Regions from separate parts of the Mus musculus genome. Here regions 2 and 3 are each linked to region 1. A link is a contact called in public HiChIP or PLAC-seq data. All regions are on one chromosome and are shown on one strand. The core of a region is the stretch at or near the end of the contact, and the rest is flanking DNA. Distances in the headings are between cores, read along the strand shown.

What was found. HiChIP or PLAC-seq counts read pairs in DNA pulled down with a chosen protein or histone mark.
Region 2: a contact with region 1 is called in an H3K27ac HiChIP or PLAC-seq map of embryonic stem cells, with 16 read pairs. The contact joins two enhancer-like sites. A contact is called at or near these places in 1 of 39 promoter capture datasets (hippocampal neurons), 1 of 15 datasets of contacts at CTCF or cohesin (the NIH/3T3 cell line), 11 of 484 Hi-C or Micro-C datasets (cerebral cortex, embryonic fibroblasts, embryonic stem cells and 1 more) and 12 of 115 datasets of contacts at active chromatin or transcription factors (embryonic fibroblasts, embryonic stem cells, kidney and 1 more).
Region 3: a contact with region 1 is called in an H3K27ac HiChIP or PLAC-seq map of embryonic stem cells, with 6 read pairs. The contact joins two enhancer-like sites. A contact is called at or near these places in 1 of 39 promoter capture datasets (the 3T3-L1 cell line), 1 of 15 datasets of contacts at CTCF or cohesin (the NIH/3T3 cell line), 3 of 484 Hi-C or Micro-C datasets (the C2C12 cell line, bone marrow-derived macrophages and nephron progenitors), 9 of 115 datasets of contacts at active chromatin or transcription factors (bone marrow-derived macrophages, embryonic stem cells and pancreatic cancer cells) and 1 of 9 other capture datasets (embryonic stem cells).

Annotation. Positions count from the first base shown.
Region 1 is chr10:95,882,656-95,885,355 of GRCm38.p6, reverse strand. All of the region lies in intron 3 of Gm33377 (a long non-coding RNA gene), which reads right to left. Among named protein-coding and RNA genes, the nearest start is that of Gm24433, 15 kb to the left of the region's middle. Within about 2 kb of position 1,430, at least 35 of the 459 cell types and tissues checked have an H3K27ac peak or open chromatin away from gene starts, as enhancers often do. A contact at or near this core is called in the C2C12 cell line, the NIH/3T3 cell line, embryonic stem cells and 1 more, where this site is marked.
Region 2 is chr10:95,718,996-95,721,695 of GRCm38.p6, reverse strand. No RefSeq gene overlaps it. Among named protein-coding and RNA genes, the nearest start is that of Gm47708, 10 kb to the left of the region's middle. Within about 2 kb of position 1,320, at least 20 of the 459 cell types and tissues checked have an H3K27ac peak or open chromatin away from gene starts, as enhancers often do. A contact at or near this core is called in embryonic stem cells, where this site is marked.
Region 3 is chr10:95,642,421-95,645,120 of GRCm38.p6, reverse strand. No RefSeq gene overlaps it. Among named protein-coding and RNA genes, the nearest start is that of Gm33336, 12 kb to the right of the region's middle. Within about 2 kb of position 1,255, at least 105 of the 459 cell types and tissues checked have an H3K27ac peak or open chromatin away from gene starts, as enhancers often do. A contact at or near this core is called in the C2C12 cell line, the NIH/3T3 cell line, embryonic stem cells and 1 more, where this site is marked.

The DNA of each region.
Region 1 (2,700 bases), core at 181-2,680:
ATAACTTTATAGTTGTGGCCACCACAGCATGAGGAACTGTATTAAAAGGGTCACAGTGTTAGGAAGGTTGAGAACCACTACATTAGAAGCCTGTAACATGGTGGGTCTTCTGTCAACTGACTGACCCTGCCCTTTCATGATTTGCACCTGATTTTAGCCACACTGTCCATATTTATGGTGTGTTCTAACATTGTTATTAAACTATGCTCCTTTATACTCTTTATTTTGTGGCCCACTACCTATTGGGATCTGTCATAATATCATATTATAATATATGTATGTATGTATGTATGTATATAGAGAGTAAATATACATAGTATATAATAGATATACATAATATACATAGTATATAATATATATAATATATAGTACATAATAATATAGTACATATACATAATATATACGTATAATATATAGTACATAATAATATAGTACATATACATAATGTATACATATATAATATATAGTATATATAGTACATATACATAATATATGTAGTATAGGTAATATATATAGGCCTATAACAATTATAGGCATACCACTGTTCTCCCAGCCTTACTCTTTATTGAACATGTAAAAAAAAAAAAAAAAAAAAAGAACAAGCCTTATTCTGCATACATTGTCTTCCTGTTCAACTCTTGGCCTCTTGTAGTCACCAGTTACCTCTCTGTATGCAGATTGTGGTAATAATAATAATGTTAATAATAAATTCTATGTTTTTATACAGTACATACAAATGATTGTGAATATGATGTAGAATAATTTGGTCAATTATCATGGTTTTCAGCTCTAATATGTACTTTTTCTTTCTAGTGAAAAATATCTGACTTTTACATTTACCTAACAATGTGTTTATTTATCCACTTGCTTACTAATTGATTTTTGAGACAGGGTCTCATGCTGGCCACAACCTTGTCAAACTTGCTGCGTACATAACCGAGGCTGGCCTTGAAATTCCAGCCTTCCTGTTTCCACAAGTGCTGGGATTATAGGTGTATTAGTCAGAGCTCTCTAGAGGAACGGAATGGATGGAATGAGTGCATACCACAGAGATTTACTAGATCAGCTTACACTGTAGGAACTGGGTAGCAAGACAACAGCCATGCATAGATCCAAGAGGCTAACAACTGATAGCTGTTGAGTCAAAGAAGCTGAGGTTCCAGCAACCCTCTATGTGGTGATGAAAGCCTGGAGGATTCTGTCCATGTTGGAAGACTGGATGAGCTGGGCTTTGATGGAGTAGATAGAAGCCCCAGTGAGGAGAGAGGCCACCAAGCAAAAGCGATATCCTTTCCCCCTTCTCCTTTCTATCTGTCCTGCCACAGAAGGTGTTGCCCGCTGGGTGGGGGCGGGGTGGTGCATGCCTCCTCTCTCACTGTATCCTTCCAGGAAATAGCCTCACACCCACCCAGAATTGTGACTTTCAATTGATCCCAGATCCTACTGCGTTGACAACCAAGATAAACCATTACAATGGGTGCAATAGTGTTCTCAAAACCTTACTCTGCAAAGAACACATAAAGACAAAGAACAAGCCTTATTCTGCATGTTTAACTGTTGTCTCTCCTTAAACTCTTAACCACATATATGCAGATTGTGCTAATTCCCGCATATTCTGTCTTTGTGTGCCTTGCTTCCTTTATGTAGTAAAACCCTCTCCAGGTCCATCCAAGTTGTCACAAATGACAACTTGGAATTTCTTTCTGAGGTTTTGCCGCAGGACCTTTCAGAGGCTGTGCTTGTCAACCAGTTCTCTCCTCGCCCAGTTTCTTGTCTTTCTTCATCATTACATCTTCCTCAACCATTCTGAGTCTTGACTAAAACTATCACAGCTCAGCTGATATTTGATCAGCTGTTTGCTAAAGCCCCACATTTGATGTCTACTACTTTCCCTAGCAAGAAATTCACTGATTTTCCAGAATAAAATGTGTGTCTTGACATGGGTGGTTTTACTGATTACAAAATAGGTCCCAATTTTTTTTCTTTTATCCATATGCTTGTGTATGAGGTATTGATCCATTACCCAGAATGGCTTTACCTGGTTATGGAGAGTCCAATATCAGTCTTTAAGGGAAAAAAAGAGATTTAAAAAAACCCCACCAATTTATTCACCAAACTATTCAAAAGAAGATAAGTTTATGATCTAACACAACAAGAAATCTGTGCTGTGGTGGACTCAGGTGGGCATTTTTATTCCATAGCTCAATCTTATTATCAAAAACTTATCTCTTTTCCTAACTTTTGCTCTGCTGTCTTTACCACGGTAACCATGTCCTGGGGGGGGGGGGGGGGTCTAAGAATCATGCCCAAGTTAAAAGTGCTGCTTTTTCTAGTGAGTCTTTGTTTGTTTGTTTTAAGACTTGGTCTTCCTCCAGCCCTGGCTGTCCTGGAACACATTCTAAAGACCAAACTGCCCTCGAACTCACAGACATCCACCTGCCTCTGCCTCCTGAGTACTAGGATCAAAAGTGAGCACTACTACACATAGCTAAGTCTCTTAGGAGTGTAGAAACCTTTTCAGAAGCCAACACACACACACGCACACGCGCACACGCGCACATTTTATGTCAAAAAACCCCAAAACCAGGCTGGAGATACAGCACAGTAGTAGAAGAACATTTGCCCTGAGTTCCAGCTCTGGTGTCAGAAAAATAGCGTTCCAAACAAATCTACACTCTCCTACCCGCAAGCTTAGATCCG
Region 2 (2,700 bases), core at 71-2,570, 160 kb after region 1:
TGCCCCTTACACTGGTGTAATTGGACCCTGATTATTAGCTTTCCTTTGGTGGGGCTGGAGGGATCACTCCATCTGTAGAGACCTTGCCCTGCAAGGATGACGGTCTGAAGGATCTGAATTCAGTCCACAGAACCCATATTTTTAAAAAGCCAGGTACTAGGGCTGGAGAGATGGCTCAGCAATTAAGAGCACATACCACTCACAGAGATTCAGAGTTCAGTTCTCAGCACCTACATTGGATGGCTTTCATCTGCCTGTTACTTTGGCTTCAGGGGATCTGACAACCTCTTCTGACCTCCATGGGCACCTACAATCATATGTGCATGAGCACATAATACATCACACACACACACACACATACACACACACACACACATTCTCTCAACTACTAGTAGTGGCATCAATTTTCCTGATGGATCTATGACTCTGTGCTGTGTCTGCTAATAAAATAAAAGGCATTAGGCATACATCAGAAGCTTGCTGCAAAACTAAGCAAGCTAATATAGCTTCAAATGCTTGGAACAGAACCATGTACACAATAAATGCAAATGTCTAAGGACTCACAGCCAAGGCATCAGATTAGAGTCCTTCTCAGGCCCTCGGGATGGAGATCCCTCAAGCCTGATGGATAACTCAGGAAAATTAGGTAAAGAGAAGACAGAAGGAAAAGGTGCTGTCACTCAGGAGACAAAGGCGGGGCATTGGATTCAGTGCTGGAGACAGGGCAGAAGGCAGCCTTCAAAATGATGCTCTGTCTATGATTGAGCCATCGCTCATTGCCAGTTACAGAAGATCAGCTGCAAGTGTGGGATCTGGCTAGACAGCCTGCGTTCAAACTCCAGCTCAAGAACTATCCATCCCAGGACAGGTGCTGATCCATTGTATGTCTCTAGTGTCTAAGACAGGGACCATAGCTGGGATTTCTGTGTTAGACTCTGGAAAGGGTTACAGGAAGCAAAGGCGCTGGGTGTTTGGAGCTGAGCCCGGAAGATCTGGGTTCAAGGTTGCCAGTTTTATCTTAGAGACATCAGCAACAAATAGGCAGCTGAGCCCACAGAAATGGGCGTGTCCGGCCCCAGACCATGTGAGTAAGGCGAGACCACACTGAGGTAAGTGTGACACAACCTGAGGTAAACATCCATGTAAGTGCAGGGTTAAGTCGAAAGGTCAAGGAAACAGCCATGAGGGAGAAAGTGAGAGGCAGGAAGGCAGGCTGCAGGGGCCACGGTCCAGCTCTGAGAGAAAACAATGGCCGTAGTGAGAACAGCAGGGCTCTCTGTCCAATCACGGTCCCCAGTCAGGGGTCCTGTGACATGACAGCAAAAATCCTGCCTCAGCCAATGAGGTGAAAAAGCAAATGGCGACCTGGCCACACCTTTGTCTGGCCTCCCGAGGTGATCACAAAAGCATTTGGCACCCCGTCCCAGTGACTGCTATGGACACAACTCAACCCTTCTAGCCATGCCTTTGAACCCCTGCTGGTCTTCTGCATGTGACAATCTACAAGGTAAATATTTCTACTGGATCCAAATAGCTGGTTAAGATTAACATCTGTCCTAAATGTCAAGTCCCGTTGTGTACATCCCTGATCCCTCTTGTTTCCTGTGTCCACAAACCCTACCTAGCATTGGTAACTTCTGCTTGTTTATTTTGATAAGGGATCTGCATCTAGAAAGTTACCCCACATTGCTCTAGTAGAACCCCAAAGCCTGGCCCCAGGCCTCCAAACAAGGATTCAGTACTATGATACTGTATGGTGGTATTATTTAGGAGTGTCTACCCCACTGAGTTCCTAAATAAAAGACACAAAACCTTTATATCTAGAATAAGCCTTAAAGCACTAGAGCTGGGCAGATGGCCACCCTCTGCTAGTTTGTCTGCTTCTCTAGTAACCCTAAGACTTCAGTTGCCATGTTCTGCCTTGTAGCCTTCCATAAGCCTGAAGCAGGCTAAACCAGACCTTGACCTTGCTGCCACTAAAGAGATTATCTAGGGTGGAGCCTTCCTCCCTAGATCACTCTATTGTTCTGCCACTGCAGCTGCTGCTTCAAGATACCCGCAGAGAAGCCGCTGAGCTATTCCAGAGACTACGCCCTATTCTGAACATCATCACCTGCAGCTGGTTCCAGGCTCCAAGGATGAATTGGCGGAATGGACTTTTCTCCCCTTTTCTTTATAAGGCGTGTTCCCCGACATTAAAGTTGAACCTTGAGAAGACTAGCATGTCTTGGTTCCATTGTTTCTCAACCCACCTAGGCTCCCTCTTTTCTTCCAGATTCCAAGATGCCTTCCAGGCTCGAACCTGGACATGTGAGCCGCTGGCCAGCCCCCAACACTGCCTGGGCCACACCTACTCCATCAGGCTGACCTTCGTGCCCACAATCCACCTGCCCCACAGAATCTTCTTCCTTCCCCTCTCCTCTTCTAGTCTCTCACTCAGACCCCAAGCCCCAGAACCCAAGCCCTGCCTACCTCTTTCTGCCCAGCTACAGGCTGTAGGCATTTTTATTGACCCATCAGGGATAGCTTGGGAGACAAGGTTACATAGCATCATGTACAGGAGGATTTCCTTGTCCCTAAGGCTGTGTGTGTGTGGTAGGGGGACCAGATCTTGGAGGCCAGTATGTATCATTACAATACATAGCAACAGACCAAACCTGGACAGTACTGTGGGGGAGGGGGAGTCTGCAGAGGACAAGG
Region 3 (2,700 bases), core at 6-2,505, 240 kb after region 1:
TTCATAAGTTGAGTGTGTGTGTGTGTGTGTGTGTGTGTGTGTTGCTGAAGATAGAACACAGGACTTTGGCACATTCATAAAGTTCTTTACTACTTAGCTGTTTCCCTAGCCCTGAAGTTTATTTTTAATCAAATTTTATTTTATCTGAATGGCTATTTTATGTCTGCATGCCACTTGCATGGCTGGTGCCCACAGCTACCACAAAAGGCATGGGGTCCTCTGAAGCTGGGGTTACAGCCTGTTCTGAGCTGCCATGTGGGTGCTGGGAATCAAACTCAAGTCCTCGGGGAGAGCAGTCCATGTCCTTAGCCACTGAGCCATCTCCTCAGCTCCATAAGATGATTTTCTAAACCTGAAACTACTCTCTAATTCCTGGCAGAAATAACAAAAAGTACATTTTTATATCTGAAGAGGCTCATTAAGTGATTTACTGCTGTGCAATAAACATGAATTTAAAAGGCCAGCACCACACTGGATGGTGGTGGCTCATACCTTTAATCTTAGCTTGGGAGGCAGAGGCAGGTGGGTCTCAGAGTTCAAGGCTAGCCTGATCTATAGACTGAGTTCTAGGACAGTGAGAGCTACACAGAGAAGCCATGTTTTGAAAAACAAAAACAAAAAACAAAACAAAAGGCTAGCACCAGAGCCATCTCAGAACATATGCCAAACCTAACAACACTCATGAACAACCGCAAGAATAAATCCAAGGCTTTTTTGGAGACATGCCCTCCCTATGAAGCCCTGGCTGGCCTGAAACTCTGTGAACAGGAAAAGACTTGAAGTCACAGCCATCTACCAGCCTCTGCCTCCAGAGTCCTGGGAATTAAGTCATGCGCCTCCTTATCTGACCCAAGATCTTTTTAGACTCTAGTGTTTGCTGTAGACGATCTGGCCTTGACTTTGGACCCTGTACTGAGTGACTAACCATCACAGGGACATAGCCAGTGGCCTCACAGCGTGCCCAACAGATGAGCTGTCTCTTAAAAGCTCGTGGCCATTTCTACTTGGCTCTAATCGGTTCTACTTTGAGAGCTGGCACTCTCCTCTGAAGAGCCAGGATTGCTAGGAAACTCACAAGATACATTCTGAAAAGTGAAGAGAAACATGCCTAGCTTCCCTCCCTGGCTACCTAGCACTCCAGAACTCACTGGAACTTTCATGACAGCCAAAAGGAAAGCCTGACACTGGCTTTCCCTTCACCCACACATTTTCTTCCTCTCTCTGGCTGTGGCATAAGCTTACTCCCCTGAGATTCAGCCAGCCACAGAAAGCTGAATTCAGGCTCTAGGCAGCTCACTCATGACTGAATGAGCACTTGAAATATGGCTTTGGTGATCAAGAAAGACTTTTTAAATTACATTATAATTTAAACGTTAATTTGAAGATATATTTAGTCACTGGAGAAATCTTATAACTTGAGTGTATATATTTTATATATACTACATATAATATACATATTATTGACTTTTCAGTATAAGTTTTATAAAATATAAGTATAAATGAAATTTGGAGGTTTTGTTTTGAGACAAGATCTCATGTATACAAGCTGGGCCCTTGAATTTCTGATCCCCCTTATCTGCCTTCTAAATACTGGATTTGTAAGTGTGAGCAGCCACACCAATTGTCAGTTTTGTTGTTTGTTTGTTTTACAGATAAGGACTCACGCTGTGGTCCAAGCTAACCTCACACTCATAGCAATTCTCCTGCCTCAGCCTCCCAAGTGTTGGGCTTACAAGTGTGAGCTATTTGTTTTATGTCACATCAGGAATGGGAGCCAGGACTTCAGGTACACTAAGCAAGCACTCTGCCAAAGGGGGCCAGGAACCCAGCTCTTCCGGAAGTCCTTCCTGAAAGCTTAGTCTCCAGCTGGGAGGTGTAGCAGAAAGAACTTGAGGAGTTCAAGTGTAACCTGGGTGTGGACGACCTACCTGTTCAAATGATAATGCTCTGCTCTTGTCAGGTTAAATAAAATCATTAAAAGTAAAGTCTCTTTCGTTTTCCCTTTTGAAGTTCCTGCTATCACTCACAATATTTCTACTAGATTTCCTGCTCTAACGCCGCATGAAATGCTCTAACTCAGTTTCCCCTACTGGCTGGCTCTATGACTTTAAGTGACTTAGTTAGTTTCTCTAAATGTGTATTAGCTCATCTGTAAGCTGAAGAAAACACTACTATTTCCTGAATATGGTTTTACACAGAACAAGGGTTCTTGTTGCTTTTAGTTTTTTGTTTGGTTGGTTGTTGGTTTGTTTGTAAACACTTAGGCAAGCGCCTGTTTCACAGTAGTTTATTATTGTTCGCTTTAAGTAATGCCAGGGTTAAAGGTGAAACTTGCCTAACATTCATGAGGCCTGGGTTCAATCCTCTGAACTACAAATAAATAAACTATAAAATGAAAAGAAATGAAAGTTGCTACATTGCCAACATGGAAAAATAAGAATCTGAGGGGTGGTCAGCCTTCTGCCATATTTTTCTGGACTTGTATATTTATTTAAATTTTTAAATTATATTTTTTAACTAAGAAATGTTTTTGTTTAAGGAGATGAAATTACTTAAAACACAGGCATTTCTGAAAAATCCAGAACAGGGGTTTCCCAAAAACAGTGAAGATAAATATCTCAAAAAGGCCATGCTCGATCCATTTGGTTTCAACTTGGAAGAGTAAAGTTTTATTTACAACTAGGTTTCCAGGGGCCAGTA